Linked DNA regions of Mus musculus: regions 1, 2, 4 and 5 are each linked to region 3. The links are chromatin contacts, called in public Hi-C maps. All regions are on one chromosome and are shown on one strand. The core of a region is the stretch at or near the end of the contact, and the rest is flanking DNA. Distances in the headings are between cores, read along the strand shown. Region 1 overlaps Pvt1 (Pvt1 oncogene). Region 2 overlaps Pvt1 (Pvt1 oncogene). Region 3 has its middle 51 kb from the start of Gm30113. Region 4 overlaps Pvt1 (Pvt1 oncogene). Region 5 has its middle 260 kb from the start of Pvt1.

Region 1 (2,905 bases), core at 55-2,554, 820 kb before region 3:
CTTCCTTCCTTCCTTCCTTCCTTCCTTCCTTCCTTCCTTCCTTCCTTCCTTTCTTTCTCTCTCTCTTTCTCTCTTTCTCTCTATTTTTGAGACAGGGTCTCTAAGTAGTCCTGGCTGTCCTTGAGCTTGCTATGAAGGCCAGGCTAGTCTCTAACTCAAAGATTGTCCTGCCTCTGCCTCTCAAACACTGGGGCCAAGGGTATGTGGCCACCATGCCCAGCCTTAAGTGAATGACCTGGATGCTCTTTGATAGTGATCCCTCCAGGGGCTTGGCCCGCCTTTGCTCTAATATAGAGCATGCTCTTCAGCTTGTAGGGCAATGCTCTTGTGACTTTGCCAACCTAGAGGTTGCTGAGAAAGAAAGCAAGTTTCTCACTTCTCCTGGAAGTCTGTATGGAAGAGCTGCAGCAGGAGCTGCACAGGTCCCATAAAGAAGGAATAGAATAGAGGGACTCTGCGGGAGGGGAGGGGCATGCTGATGTAGAGGTCTCCACAGTATATCTTGACTCAAGCTGGTTGTGACAGAAGCTTTCTGTAGGGGTGTATTTGCTGGGCTGAGTAACCAAAGTTGAGTTCTAATAAATAAAGATGAATGAAGAAGGAGGGAAATGTGGGAGGTTGGGGATGGGGGTGGTACAAGATACTCTCTGAGTCTGTGTGCCATTCAGAGTAATTTACACTGGGGGTCCCATTGTGCCCTTGGGCCCAGGCTCTATTTTGCCCCTTTGTTCCCTGTTCTATCCTAGCAGGGATGCTTGCTGACTTCCTGGCCATCCCCACCCCTTCTTGGGTCCTGGATCCTGCTTCCTTTCTCCCCCGCTTCACAATGATCTCATCCCAGCCGGGAAATGGGACTTTTGTTGCCCCTGCCTATTTGGCCTGGCCCAGTGTCAGGCCCATCACGTGCCCCTGCTGGGATACCGAGTGTATGAATCTCAGGCAGTGGGCAAGGCTGGCAGGGGAGGGCATTCCTCTGGACTGAGCTGTGCTGGTAGCTTGGCACACCCCCCCCCCCCCCTTCTAGAAGTGACTCAAAAGCTTTTCTGCATGCTCTTCTAGTGGACTGCTGAGTCATTCTCTGAGTCACAAGTGGTACAGCTGTGTACTCAACAGTGAGCCCTTGTGTGGGACCCAGATGGGCTGTCCTGACTCTTGGGGCATTTAAAGGCAGTTCACACTGGCATTTGACCCTCTCTGTCCTCCTCAAGGACTCTTTTACCCTGATTCCTTTCTAGGCCTATGTGTGTAGGCTAGGGAGTGATACACACCTCGGGCTGCCAGCTAGGATTCAGAATCCAAAAGTTCAATTCAAGTCAGCAGCTGGCTGACAGGCAGGGAGCCAGGGCGGTGATTAAGCAAGCTGGGGCAAGAGTGAAGTAGGGCAGATTCCTGGGCCCTAGGTGCGTCTCAGGAAGATCAGCCAACTTTCTTGTATCGTGCGTGTTTTGGGAGCATCCTGAAGCTACCTTGAGAATTCAATCTTTTTTTTTTTTTTTTTTTTTTTTTTTTTTTTTTTTTTAGTGAACAAGTGGAAGAATTCTTGTGTATTAAATCTCACTGTCCTTATACCCATTTGGTGTTTGAAGGAATGGGGTCTAGTAGATGATACCAGTTCAGAGGCAGAGTGAGAAGCATAAGTCAGAATATCAGAGTATCTAGAATTTGATGCTCAGACCTGCCTGACTCAGTTTAGCACCCCTCCCCCAAACCCCCACCCAATCTGGTTGCCTCGAGTCTTCCTCTTAAGGCAGCTGTCCTGTAGTGCAGGAAGCCAACTCCCAAGGTAAAATGTCTTTAGACAAATAAAAATGTCTTTAGAAGGCCTAGGCTCTCTATGGGGTGAGACTGAATGCTGAGGCCCGATCTGGCCTCTGATAGAGGAGGGCTTTCAACTGTTGGGGGCAGGGAACAGCTAGGAGCTTGGCAGGGAGGACTCTGTATATACTGTATCTGTCCGGTAGCACTGGAGATAGAGCCCTAGCTGACCCTGAGTGGAAAGATGGTTGGTTGCATAGTTGTGCTAGCACAGGACATACTGCAAGGGTTTGGGCTCTAGAACTTTTCCTCTGCTCATGTGGCTTTGGTGGAGTCACCTCTGCCGGCTAGTGCTAGTTCTAAAGCCTAACCCATCCTTTGGGAAGGAGTCTGTTTTATGGCTTCCTAGGTAAGGCTGATGACCCATGTGTTAGTGCTGATGTGAGCCACTTGTGGAAGTGGTCCAGTGTTCAGCCACCACTTATCCACTGGGGCCAGATGGGCTAGACCTCAAAGATCTGTAGGGCAAGATGGAAAACAGTCATCCTTTGAATTCACCAGGAACCTCATGACTAGAGAGATGATTAGGAGGCCATTGTTACCTTCTATGGAAGGTGATGAGTGAGCTGGAAAGAGCTTTGGGTATGGACACGCTTCGAAGGCGGGCATTTTGAATAGTAGCATAAAGGCAGATGGTGATGGGGAAATTTCTAATAGAGTGTTGCTGTAGAACAAGGTTGTTCCCAACCTTCTGATCCCCCCTTCCCTGTCTTCCTAGTGCAGTTATAGGCTATGCCACCAGATTTCTGGTTTTGATAGAAGCTTTCAGAACTCTCTTGTGTCCAGGAATGATTCATTTTCTAAGGACATCATCCAGCATTGGGGCCTTTCAAAAAGGATGGCCATGTGAGTAGTTTTTCACAAACTGATGTACAACAGTTGCCTCTGTGATCTGGACCTACCTTTTTGATCCTTTCCTTTTTTCTACCTCGGGATTCATTTTTAGTGACACTATAAAAATATATCCTATTATGTTTATTTTATTTATGTGTGCACGTATGAATTCGTGTGTGGCAAGGCAGTGTTGGCTCACGCCTTTAATCCCAGCACTTGGGAGGCAGAGGCAGGCAGATCTCTGAGTTCGAGGCCA
Region 2 (3,081 bases), core at 374-2,873, 680 kb before region 3:
GTCCAGGACAACGGTTCTATTGTTCACAGATAGCATAGCCTATCTGAATGCCTCTCTGGGCAGCCCTCTGTCACACCCTGAGCTCCTGCCCTATCTCTGGCCCCACCTGGTCCCCTTGCTGACACCCGTGCGGTGGGCCTGAGGAAAACTTTCATGTAGCCGGCATGACTGCTCCTTGATCTCTTTTCCCCTGTGTAAAAATTCATGGAAGAGTGCACCTGAGTCTCCTTCACTCTCTGCAGTTGCAGGAGGCCTAGATAATAGCTTCCATAACTCCTCAGTGTGACTATCAAACATACAGCTTAATCTCAAATATGGACGTTGTCTGACAGGTCCATTCCTATTCCACTCTGCCGTGGGATAAGCTGAGGTCCCCAATGACATCAAGGTCACATGACAGTAGTAAAAGAGACTGAAATTAGAACCAGCCATCCACCCTGACCCATCTTAGTCCTTTTTTCCATAAGTGGCCCACCCACAACACTAAATTTATTTCTCCTTTCTTACTTTCCTCACTTTCAAGTGGACCAAAGAGAGATTCTACAAATGTGATAACTCAGGATGGTTTTGAGTCTGTTATTAATTAACCGCATCTTGTATCCTTCATGTATCTGAAGGATATCTGAAAGATGTCTTAGGTACGGCCACCCTAAGGAGCTGAAGTAGCTCCTAGAGATTGCCTAGCGAAGGGCTGGGTAACTTCTCTCTTCAGTTTTATTAGCTGTGGTTATTGAATTGGGACATCTTTATAAAATGAAATGCTATATAGCTATTTAAAAGAGTCAGCTGGAAAGAAAAGTATATGACTTATGCACATATTAATTAGTTGAATTTAGACTTCTACAATGTGCATATATATATAAAATATGCCATATTATATATACCATATACCAATTATATATACCATAAATATGTGTAATTTTTATTTGTCAATTAAAATTGTTCAATTGTAGTTACTAATGGATCTTGGAGGCAATGCAGAACATGGTTGAAATAATCACTCTAAAGAATAGCACCAATCTTAGCCATGATGACTTGGCTTTTTTAAAGGAGGGTATAAAATAGCAGAGTGTGAGGTTCACTTCCATCTCCTCCTTAACACACAGCCACGGTCCCCCACATCAGCCATTCAATCTACTGCAGACACGGTACCCCTGTCATGTTCTGTTATCTCTGTCTCTTCGCTGACCTGTCAGTCTTTCATGAAGTCTAGTCTAGCACTGCTTACAGATACAGTGAGATTACCAGGGCCAAGCCAGAATGGACATGTAATGGATTGTCCAGGGATACGAATGAATGAACAAATGAATGAACGAATGAATGAATCAATAGAGAAGAGAGAATTTTCCCGCAATTTCTTTCTACCTTCTACTCCTTGAGTGCATGAAGCCAGTATCTAAGTCCCACTCTCCTCTCTCCCTCTTCTGGTCCCATCCCTGCCCCCTTCCTCTCCTTGAGTATCTTGACTCAACAAGGCTTCCTCATCCTTCCCAGGCTTCAGAGAAATCAGGAGCGGTGAATGATCGAAATGGACCTTTGAGATTACAGTGTGGAGCTGACATTGCCAGTTAAGCCTGGGCAGATCTGACTTAATTGATTTAGTTGTTGGAGCAGAGACAACCCAGAGGCTTGGATCAGCCTCCCCATCTGACAGTGTGCTGGTGAGTCAGATCTGTTGGGGTTTGAGTCTGTGCTCTGGGTACGGCTGCCTGGGTGACCTTGGCTGTGTTACTCACCCTTGTTGAATCTCAATTTCCTGATCTGCAAAAGAAGACTTAAGTGCGGCTTTGGAGGTCCTGGTGAGGATGAGCCTTGATAACGCTGGTGCAAATGCCCTTTAGAGACAGCAGGAGGGTGAAAGTGCTTATTGTGTGTAGAGTAGAGGAGGTTGCTGTCATTTCTCAGGGAGGAATCCCAAGGCCAGGTCAGAAGAGGTTATAATTTGACTCTTGTTCTGTTCGATGCACTTCTCAAACTGCCCAGGGTTTGCAGCTTAAGCGCATAAATTATCCTGCTCCAGCAGACCCTGTGTTCTGTAGTGAGCCATATGTTGGAGGAGATAGAGATCCTTATCTAGCAGAGTAATATTACCCAGCAAGGGATGACATTTCTTATCAGAGGCTGAGGAGTCAGAGATAGGAGCTTTTCTTTTCAATGGCTGCCAGACCTCTATGTCCTGGGCTGGCACGGTGGGTGGTGGGAAGGGCTTGATGCCTAGGAGTGGACAGCTGATGCTGTTGCAGGCATCAGCTGGCCTTCATCTCTTATGACAACCAGGCCTGCTAGGCTTGCCTTGTCAGAAGTGGGTCCTTTAGAGATTTTTGCATGTGGATGCTCTGATAGCGACTAGGCAGAGGGGAGTGAGAAAGGAAGAGGGGAACCTCATAATGGTGCAGGCCAACATTGGGTGGAGGCGGAGCCCCAGCCTGTGTCAGGCTCCCCTTTCTAGGAGCACAGGCAATCCCCTGCTGCATGGACAAAGCCTGGCTTTCTATGCAATGGCTCTGTAGGGTAGGGTATCTCTGTTCCTACTAAAACCAAGCTGTTGGAACGCTTCTATGCTCCTCCCAAGTCAGCTTCCTAGAGGCTCTGTGCCTTGTGCTCTGTCCTGGAAGTTGAGTTGTATGGATGCATCCACAGGGTGACTGAACTGTGAAATGCTCAGCTTCTATCGGGAGGACAGACCTGGAGTTTGTTCTCCCTCTGACACACTGCTGGTACTTTCCTAATTCAGACAGTATCTACACAGAAGGTCTACACAGAACGTGCCATCCCTGTGTTACTTGCCAAGTGGTCCCCTTAAAGCCTCAGTTTCTTTGTCTATAGCAGGATGAAGTGATGTCAGATCTTTCTATCTCTCCCATGACTAGTTTTGAGGGTCTCAATTTCAAGGCCATGGCTTTCTGAAGGAAAAGAGTTTATGCAGACCCCGAGACCTGTTCTGAGGAAAAGCTCACTGCAGATGGGGTACCATCATGGACCTGGTTGACTCCATGCTTTGGGAATGTGACTTGTATAAAAGGCCCACGATCAGGCTTCTTTCCTTCCTGATTTTTGGGAAGTCTTGTCCTGTCCTGTCCA
Region 3 (2,831 bases), core at 117-2,616:
TCATCTACTCATCTGTTGATGGATGTGTGTGTTGTTTTCACTTCTCAGCTATTGTCAATAGTGCTGGAGTAAGCGTGGGACAGTACACATCTTTTCAACATACTGATTTAATTTCTTTTGGATATGTACCCAGAGCTAGTATTGCTAGATCATATGGTGGTTCTATTTTTAATTTTTTCGAGGAACCTCCATACTGTTTTCCATATGGCTGGACTGATTTGCATTCCCACCAGCAGTGTGCAAGGGTTTCCTTTTCTCTACACACAGCACTAGTTATCTTTGGTCTTTTTCGTAATGGCCATTCTTGACTGGGTCGAGGAAACAACTCCTGGTGGTTTTGATTTGCCTTCCTCTGATGATTAATGACATAACCTTTACTAGTGTCCAATCATCTGGGAAGTGTATCCCTCTAGCACACCCAGGAAGACTGGAAGAAGCACAGAAACTTACCAGTTTACTTCTTCTGACTCTTTCCCAGACATAGATCTTAGATTCATGCTATTCTACACCCTTGCCACCCACTGTACTCCTTCCTCTGAATTTGGGATGGCAGCCTCAATAGTGTGTGTGTCTTTGAAAGTTAAAACTATGCTGAACATGGATAAAAGCTAACTGGACACAATTAATCCTTAATCATTATTTGAGATGCAAGCAGACACCCTAAAGTTCAGGAAGCCAGACTTCCTGGATATATCCTCCTTGGGAAGTACAACCAACACTCTTCCGTTTCCAAGTTTTCACAGTTCTGTTGCTGTGGGCACTCCTTTCTGTCTAGATGGTAATTGCTTTCACTTCCTGGGAGCTATCATCCCTGAAAAAGCGTTGCATCCTGACTCAGGATGCTGAGGGCGGTGGCATGTGTGTTACAGAAAAGGCAAAGAATAAATTGTTTATTGACTGTCTTAAAAAAAAATACACCAGATAGGCCTATGTACTTAGCAGATGGGCATCTGGACAGATGACAAATAATCATCTTTTGTTTGAAAATTAAAATAGAACCAATGGGGTAAAAGGTGTAGAAAATGCTCCCTTCTTATTTCCTGAGAGTGGAAAACAAACCCCACCCCGCCCCCACCCCTTTCACTTGTTCAAGAGAGGTCTGCACTTTGGAGCTAGTAAATCTGCTTGGCAGGTAATCTGCTACCCATCTGCCAGCTGCTTCGTTGGCAAAAGGCACATCACCATCGCCATGGCAACTCACAGGCAGGCAAAGGGCACGCAGGCCTGGCTGGAGGCCAAGGTAATCCGATGGCACTGGGCTTTGTTAATAGAAAGAGAAAAGCAAGTGGGCCAGAGCGTCTTGCCTCTGCCTTTGCCAGTAAAGGCTGGACGGGAGCAGAGAGCAGGGCTAATTAACCCGCTGGACCAGCTGTTGACTGCCTCTTGCCAAATCCGACAAGTGGCCAAGGTTTGTCTATTCCTAACCCTTGTCATCTTCCAGGGAGGCTGGACCCTGGGGGAACAAGAGCCTTTTCTCAATGATGTCATCTGAGTATTTGTAGAATTTCCTCTTTGTGGGAAAGTTTTCTGGCAAAGTATAAAGAGACTTGACTTCCCTCGGAAGACCCCGTTTCCTTTTGAATGTTGAAGCGATTTTTTCTAAATGAGAAACAAATCTGGGATTATAGGGAGAAGCAGGATGGTGGGGGTGGTGGGATATCCGTGCTTTAGGCCGTGCATTGTATTAGGAATCCCATCTGAGGCGCCTTTCATCCACCAACATTGCTTAAAAGAGCACACATCCCACAGAATGATGAGTACAAATGAATTGTTTTCAAAAGACCATGTCGTGAGGGAAAGGGAGCTCACACATATTAATTTCTTACGTTATGACAGGAAGGACACGTGTATGACACACCTGTACCCGAATGCAGAGACGATGACTTAAGTCTGCAAGGTCAGGGTTAAAACTGCACAGGGGAACACAGTTTCTTCAAGGTGGAGCTCACTAAAGCCTACATCTGATAAACAGCCTCCTTCTCTTCCCTTCTCCTCTTCTTCCTTCTCCTTCTAGTCCTCCTCTTCCTCTACATCATCATCATTTGCCTACACTAATAGTTCACTGATACAGGATTATTGATGTAATCATCCTGAAGAATGTTTTATTGCTTAAGGAAAAAATAACCTGACAAAATATTTTTATGAATCAATCAGCATGCTAGTGATAAAAGATTTACAAAGCTAAAGAACCTAGCTCGGCATCAATTTTATTTCAGATTATAATCCTACATTGTGTCTTATGCATGAAGCATTTCGTGTGCGTTGCCATTATAATGCAAAATACATGTTCTAATCCCATTTTGTGAAGAAGGCAATTAACATGTAGGAAGCATAAAGAAGACATGTAAAAATAGAGTACAAGACAACAGACTGAGCCACAGTTGAAAATCTGGACTATGACAGCTACATATGTTTGCAACCTTAAAGCCATAACAAGTGGAACTCAGTCTATAGAAGGGAGAAAAAAGGATTCCCATGATTGAGAAACTGAATGAACATGAGAAAGGGCAGTGGAGACAGTAAAACAGGCTGACCCTTTGCCCCTGGAAGTCCACCCACAATCAGGAAACACGAATGTCTGATCTCTGAAGCTAGATTATTTTTTTCCTGGATAGAAATAGTACTTCCAGTGGGAAAGTGGTCATGATGGAGAGGGAAAGAAATTCTAGGGTTGTCTGTGGCCTTGGCTTGTAACATTTACAGCATTTATCACTAAGAAAAAAGCAAGTTGTAGGTTATCACAGAGCAGACACCCACTTGAGAACAATTATTGTATCACTGTCATCTCACTTAATGCTTATGTTGTCTCCATGAGATCAGAACTAATGTTT
Region 4 (3,154 bases), core at 547-3,046, 650 kb before region 3:
TTGGGTGTGGATAAAGATGTGATCTTTCTGACTCCCGCTCCCTGCCATTGTGGAATCCCTGTCTGGAACTGTAACCCAAAATGACAGTCCCTTTTGTAAGTTGCTTTTGGTCATGATGTCTTATCGCAGCAGCAGCAGCAACAACAAAAAGCAATGAATATAGCTTCTATCATGGTTCAAATCTGACATGTAGCCACCAATAGGCTTATGTGTAAACGCTGGTCCCCATCCAAGAGTGCAGCCTTCCCAGACAGATCATTCAGATCACTGGAGCCTTAGGGAGGTATTAGCTGTCTAGAAGAGGTTGGTTAGTAAAGATGTGCTTTGAACCGAGTCACCGGGCCCTTGCTTCCCTCTCTGCTTTCTGATCTGACAAAAGCTGCTGCTCACACCATGAATACCACCAGCCACTGTACCTCTTTCTCTTTTAAAGGTCGAAATCCGTTAAAATCATGAGCCAACAATAAACATCTCCTCCCTCAGGCTACTCTGCAGGTACTCTGTCATAGTAACACACCAATTAACACACCACCAGAGCCTACCCAGACACATGCACATACACACACAAACTCACACAACGCATCCCACCCCCAGAACAGAGGTCAGTATTGTATCACATGGATATGGAGACATAGCATCCAGTCCCTAACTTATTTTTGTTATAGTTCAAGGATAAAAGGATTGCCCTGCCCTTCAATGTTTGCACAAGGGAGTATGGATATTTTAATACACAATTATGCAAAATAAGGTGAAAGAACAGAAGGGCAAAAAATGCTGGAGTAGGAGGGGTGACCAGGGACTGAACACACATTCCTGTAAGACCTTTGGAACTACTGTTAGGCTTGAACTTTAAAGGTTTCATCAAATTGAAAGCACTGCCCAGGGCTGGGTTGGGTCCTTGTGGGAGCACACAGGAAACTTCAGATCCAAAGTTAGTTTCATCCCACAGTGTGGGAGATGTCAGAGGCTGTGAGCCTGAGATCCTACACAAGTTACACAGGAACTACAGGCAACTACAGGATGCTTGTCAGTTATGAACAGCTGTATCTCCATCCACAATGCCAGCCTAGAACCTGTGGTCCCATTTTACCAATGAGACAAGGCTCCTTAGTGACATGCTTATCTGTGTATATGCATTCACTGTGCCAGCTCCAGCAACCCAACCTCATGTGGCAGTCACTGGAGCAGCCTAGAGTCTCACTTACATTCTACTATTATATAGCTTAAGGGACCCGTGAATCCTAATTTCTCACTTGTAAAATGGATATTTTTTTAATCATTCCCATATTTTATGGTAATTGTGTATATTTATCGGTGTGGTAAGGCATCTCAATACATGCAAACGTACAATTGGGGTCAGGCTAATGAGTTGTCAATCATCTCAAAAACATCATTGTGTATGGAAACAGTCACAACCTGGCGGCTCTCTTGTGATATGTTGTAGCTCCTCTTTCCTGTATGCTGCCGCAGAATGCTGGAAGTTGTTTTTCCTGTCCACTCACACCAAGGGCTTTCTGATGGTTAAAAAGGTGTATACAAGCCCCTGGGCCCATGTGCCTGACACATTAATCCACTGTGCATGTTACTTACTGAGATTATTATTAGCCCAACAGGACAGGGAGGAGTATTGGGGGGGGGGGGTCCCTGGGGTGTGATCACTCCTGTTTACTCTTTGGATGGTGCCTGCCTGGCCAGGGATCATGAGTTTGTTTTTCTGGTACGGAGGTTGCCCTGGTGTTCTGGAGTGACCCCACAGGGCTGACTGAGCTCATTATACAAAGCTGTGTGCTGGGTCCTGTCCAGCTCCATCCAGCCCCGCCTCCTTGCCTGCTAAGCCTGTGTGCCCATGAGCCTCAGGGCTGTCCCTAGCTAGCATTGTTTGCACTCTGGAAAAGCGTGCAAACCTTTATTCAGAACCATCCCTAAGTCTGCTGGCAAATACAGTTTCTTTCCCCTTCTGGGGGACTAGAAGGGGAAAAGCTTAGGTCTTCAGTGGCTCCAAGACAATTCTTTTACCTTCTCCACTTTCTTTTTCCTACAGGCTCGGCTCTCCAGTGTGGTTTTCCAACAGGAGTCAAATATTAAAGGACATGAGCGTGTTGGGGAAAAAGATGGATAGTGCTAAACAGCCTGAGTTCATCCTCACTATCCTCTTCATAAGGAGAGCAAGAACAACCCCGGAAATGGCTCATGCTTAAGGTTTCTAACCACGGTCACACCTACAACACACTGATTGACAATATAGGTTACAGTACACATGGCTCTGCTATTTGCTTTTTGGTCACTTTGATATTCCCTGGTACCTGGGAAGAAGGAATCTCCGTTGAGGAGTTGCCTACATTTGATTAGCCCGTAGGCATGTCTCTGAGGCCTTTTCATAGTTGCTAATTGATGGAGGACAGCTTAGCCCACTGTGGGTGGTGCCATCTCCTGGACATGGGGTCCTGGCTTATATCAGAAGGGAAGCTAAGCATGCGCCTGGGAGCAAGCCAGTAAGTAGGTCTCCTCCATGGTCCCTGTCTCTGCTCCTGCCCTTAATTTCCTCAGCGAATGACTGATGCAAACATGTAAGCCAAACAAACCCTTCTTTCCTCTCTGTTACTGTTGGTCGTGGTGTTTATCACAGCAATAGGAAAAAACACTAGGGCAGTGACGTATAAGAGTGCACTGTGCCATTGTGAGGATTCAATATCCTTAGCGATCTTCAGAAAAAGTTTACTATGGTGCCTGGAGCATTGTTATTTGCAGAGATCCCTAGTGGCTCCTGGGCCTCAGTTTCCCTGTCTTCATTCTGTCTGTATTATATAAGCATGGTGTCCATAGCTCTAGCTCTTGCTTAATGATTCAACTGAGTAGGTACAACCATGCTGACCAGCCATGACATGTCCTGCCTGGCCATAGCCTGGAGTTGGACACAGAAACAGGGGCATAGCTGCCTACTGTGTGTGGCACAGTGTGTGTCAAACTCCTGGAGGCAGCCAGGCAGCCATCTCTATATTCTTCCTATCAGAATTCCTTTCACAGGTCCAAGCCATCTTAAGATGGATAAAGGCCTGGCCTTCAGGCAAGGCTATGCCTGTCAGTTCCGAATCTCCAGCTAAGTGGACTTGCAGCCCTCCCTGTCCTCTGGATGTCTGCATCATTCATACAAGGG
Region 5 (2,990 bases), core at 66-2,565, 610 kb before region 3:
CTTTAGGGTTCTTAGGGCTGTGTACGTCAATCCCATTTTGTCTGCCATTTTTTTGGGGAAAACCAACAGAAGATGAAGTTAGAGCCAGAAAGGTGATGCTGTAGTGATAATGAAAACATCAGTCACATTAAGCATTTTTTTTTTAGGGGTGGAGGTGGGGTCAGGACCACCACTGACAACATTTTGTGCAGGACTAGCTTCATGCAGAGGATATACCCATACTGATTTTCATACTATTACTCCTCCTCCTCCTCCTCCTCCTCCTCCTCCTCCTCCTCCTCCTCCTCCTCCTCCTCCTCCTCCTCCTCCTCCTCCTCCTCCTCTTCTTCTTCTTCTTCTTCTTCTTCTTCTTCTTCTTCTTCTTCTTCTTCTTCTTCTTCTGGTTCAGGTTGCTACTGCATCCCTTCAACTGAGAGACCTCTTCAGAACTTTTCATAATCTTTTGATGGGAAACTGGGACATCCAGACATCAGGAGTATTTTCAACGCCCTCCGGTTGTGTTGGTAACACCTGCTCATGCATCATACTTCTTCACTGCTTCAGATCCTTACATTTTCTCCTCTTTTTTTTCCTGTCCCAGGACCTTTGTTCTCCATCTCTCCATCTTTGCTAACAACCCTTACCCCCAACTACTGGCCCCACATGGCAGCTTCCTGCTGACTCTTCAGTCCTTCACCTCAGAGTTTTCTACCCAAAGAAACCTTGATAGGACTCCTGTTTGCTTTCCTCTTCTATAGAGTCCTCAAAGAACCTAATCTATTTTTAGTTCTATCTTAGTTTGCCTACTCAGTGCCTAGTTTCTCTCTCGAGCTGTGTACTTTACAAGGAGAATAGTGGTTCCACAATCAGTCACAGTTTGGCCCTGTGTCAGGTTCTCAGAAAGTGAATATCAACATTAGATGGGAGGATTCAGCACTAAGCAAAGTATGGGAAAAAGAAAGCCCAGGAGTGAAGAAACGATTATTATCCTTTGGGGGACTTTGGGAACGAGGATATATATAAGGCAGGGTTTGGGAGACAAAGACAGCAATGTCTGCAGGCACAACTCTGAAGACCTGTGTACTTTCTAGCTTAGCCATTCCTGCAGTCACAGGTTCCCGTGCTGCTGCTGGGGCTGGAATGAAATCTCTGGGGATCTTAACCTTGCTTGCTGGGTGCAGTTGCCATGGAGGCTGCAGCCCAGCTGGAGCTTTTCGGAGCTGGCAGGTGGATCAGCCTGCAGCATTTTTTTTTTTCTTGCCTGGACCCTGGCAGCTCTCAGAGTTTCAAAGCTGGAACACGCTGACCAGAACACCATGACCTTTGGCACAATTTCCTCCTGTCTTCTCTTCTGCTCCCAAAGCAAGGGGGAGGAGCCCAGCTTCTTTGCTCTGGCTCTCGCTCCCTGCAGGACAGGTTTGTTTTAGGTGCAGGGAGGAGAGGAAAGGAAGAAAGAAGGGCACCCAGGTGGCTGTGCTGTGAGCAGCAGGGGTGCCAGATGGCTTTCTACCCTACTTGGAACTTGAGTCTTTGGTAAAGTGTGTCAGCCCATTCGATTTTTCTCACTTCAAACTCTGACTCTGTAGCCTGCTATAGGCGTAGCTGCCTGGACCCTGGCGAACTCAGATTAGGGTAACCTTCTGCCTTGCATCCTTGCCATCCAGCCTTTACAGTGCCACCTCCTTATGGATGAGCTGGATTTAAGTGGCAGTTATTAAGGACTTGCTGAGCCTTCGCTATTTCATCTTCAAATGGGGATAATAGAAAGTTTCTAGCACCATTTAGAAAATTAGAGTTAGTATGCACAACAGGCCTGGCATAGGCCGCAGGAATCAATAAATGACAGTTGACATCATTATTATACACCTCGTCTCATTTATCTTCATAGATTGATATCACTGCTTTAAAAATAATTTTTAAATTACACTTATTTGTGTGTGCATGCATGGTGTGTGTGTGTGTGTGTGTGTGTGTGTGTGTGTGTACCTGTACAATATGCCATGGCATAGTTGTGAAGATTAGAGTACAACTTGTAGAAGTTGGTTCTTTCCTTCCACCCTGTGGGTCCTGAGGATCAAACTCAATTTGTCAAGTCTGAGGGTTAGTGGCTTTATCTCCTTGGATGTATTTTGTGGGTGTAATATTATTAATTCTTAGCTGGGGAATATAGGTCTAGGAGACCCTATGGCCTCTATTTTCAAAGCTCAGAATAAAAAAATAAACATTCCTCCATTTCCAAGCTCTTTCTCTATGTGAACTTATAAACACCTTTCACTTTGTTTAATATTAAATTCCTCCTACCTGGTGTTTATTGCTCATCCTCTATGTAACTGACACAGGGCCAAGCTATGATGATCTAGCTATGAAAACATCACTGAACTCACCCTCATAGAGTGCATAGAGGTAGTGAAATTGTAATCATGAAGGAACTAAGGTAGAACTAAAAACCAGAATGGGTACTAGGAGGGAACAGAACAGTGGTAGGAATCATGCCTGTTCCACTCCATCTTGGACTCTTTTTATTTTTTCTGTCTCCCACTTTTGCCTTGGCTTACTTCCCTAAGAAATGGAAGTCCAATATAGTTTATGCAATTGGCTTCTAGAGTAAGTTTTGGGTTCTCCCAATGTCTATGAAATAACATAGAGTAGAAAGCACTGCCCGCATCTGTAGAGGATCTTACAAGGTGTTCTTATGTTAGTCATCTGTTTTTGAATTCATAGTCTCCCTCTGTAGCTGAGGATGTCTGCAGTTTCATAGGAGGGGTTTATTCCCTGTGAGTTTAGGCCTTATTAGGATATGTCTTATTTGAGTGGTGGGCAAATTTCTGGGCAATGTGCTTATGAGGCTGGCTTTACTCTCCACTCTACAATTTATGAGCTCATTCTGCGCGTCTCTCTTTGTCTATAAAATGAGGATAATTACAACAGTATGATAACAATTTGTAAAATCTGCTCATCACAGTGCCTAGCATATGGGAGAATTTGATCAATAATATATGGTAGTATTGGGC

What was found. Hi-C and Micro-C count contacts between places; a contact is called where the count stands out from the background.
Region 1: a contact with region 3 is called in a Hi-C map of liver, with 5 times the contacts expected there. The contact joins two enhancer-like sites. A contact is called at or near these places in 2 of 484 Hi-C or Micro-C datasets (liver and stem cell-derived neural stem cells) and 2 of 115 datasets of contacts at active chromatin or transcription factors (astrocytes and microglia).
Region 2: a contact with region 3 is called in a Hi-C map of the N1E-115 cell line, with 4 times the contacts expected there. The contact joins two enhancer-like sites. A contact is called at or near these places in 1 of 484 Hi-C or Micro-C datasets (the N1E-115 cell line) and 2 of 115 datasets of contacts at active chromatin or transcription factors (astrocytes and stem cell-derived neural progenitor cells).
Region 4: a Hi-C map of liver shows a contact between it and region 3, with 3 times the contacts expected there. The contact joins two enhancer-like sites. A contact is called at or near these places in 1 of 484 Hi-C or Micro-C datasets (liver) and 2 of 115 datasets of contacts at active chromatin or transcription factors (astrocytes and cardiomyocytes).
Region 5: a Hi-C map of liver shows a contact between it and region 3, with 3 times the contacts expected there. The contact joins two enhancer-like sites. A contact is called at or near these places in 1 of 484 Hi-C or Micro-C datasets (liver) and 1 of 115 datasets of contacts at active chromatin or transcription factors (astrocytes).

Annotation. Positions count from the first base shown.
Region 1 is chr15:62,078,502-62,081,406 of GRCm38.p6, forward strand. The region is part of intron 1 of Pvt1 (Pvt1 oncogene); the gene reads left to right. Among named protein-coding and RNA genes, the nearest start is that of Pvt1, 42 kb to the left of the region's middle. Within about 2 kb of position 1,305, at least 192 of the 459 cell types and tissues checked have an H3K27ac peak or open chromatin away from gene starts, as enhancers often do. A contact at or near this core is called in liver and stem cell-derived neural stem cells, where this site is marked.
Region 2 is chr15:62,221,243-62,224,323 of GRCm38.p6, forward strand. The region is part of intron 2 of Pvt1 (Pvt1 oncogene); the gene reads left to right. Among named protein-coding and RNA genes, the nearest start is that of Pvt1, 180 kb to the left of the region's middle. Within about 2 kb of position 1,624, at least 62 of the 459 cell types and tissues checked have an H3K27ac peak or open chromatin away from gene starts, as enhancers often do. A contact at or near this core is called in the N1E-115 cell line, where this site is marked.
Region 3 is chr15:62,901,960-62,904,790 of GRCm38.p6, forward strand. No RefSeq gene overlaps it. Among named protein-coding and RNA genes, the nearest start is that of Gm30113, 51 kb to the right of the region's middle. RefSeq lists an enhancer at 735-1,941. Within about 2 kb of position 1,367, at least 78 of the 459 cell types and tissues checked have an H3K27ac peak or open chromatin away from gene starts, as enhancers often do. A contact at or near this core is called in the N1E-115 cell line, liver and stem cell-derived neural stem cells, where this site is marked.
Region 4 is chr15:62,256,380-62,259,533 of GRCm38.p6, forward strand. It overlaps Pvt1 (Pvt1 oncogene), which reads left to right. Exons shown (of 5, transcript NR_132747.1): 5 at 2,042-3,154. Among named protein-coding and RNA genes, the nearest start is that of Pvt1, 220 kb to the left of the region's middle. Within about 2 kb of position 1,797, at least 102 of the 459 cell types and tissues checked have an H3K27ac peak or open chromatin away from gene starts, as enhancers often do. A contact at or near this core is called in liver, where this site is marked.
Region 5 is chr15:62,294,161-62,297,150 of GRCm38.p6, forward strand. No RefSeq gene overlaps it. Among named protein-coding and RNA genes, the nearest start is that of Pvt1, 260 kb to the left of the region's middle. Within about 2 kb of position 1,316, at least 64 of the 459 cell types and tissues checked have an H3K27ac peak or open chromatin away from gene starts, as enhancers often do. A contact at or near this core is called in liver, where this site is marked.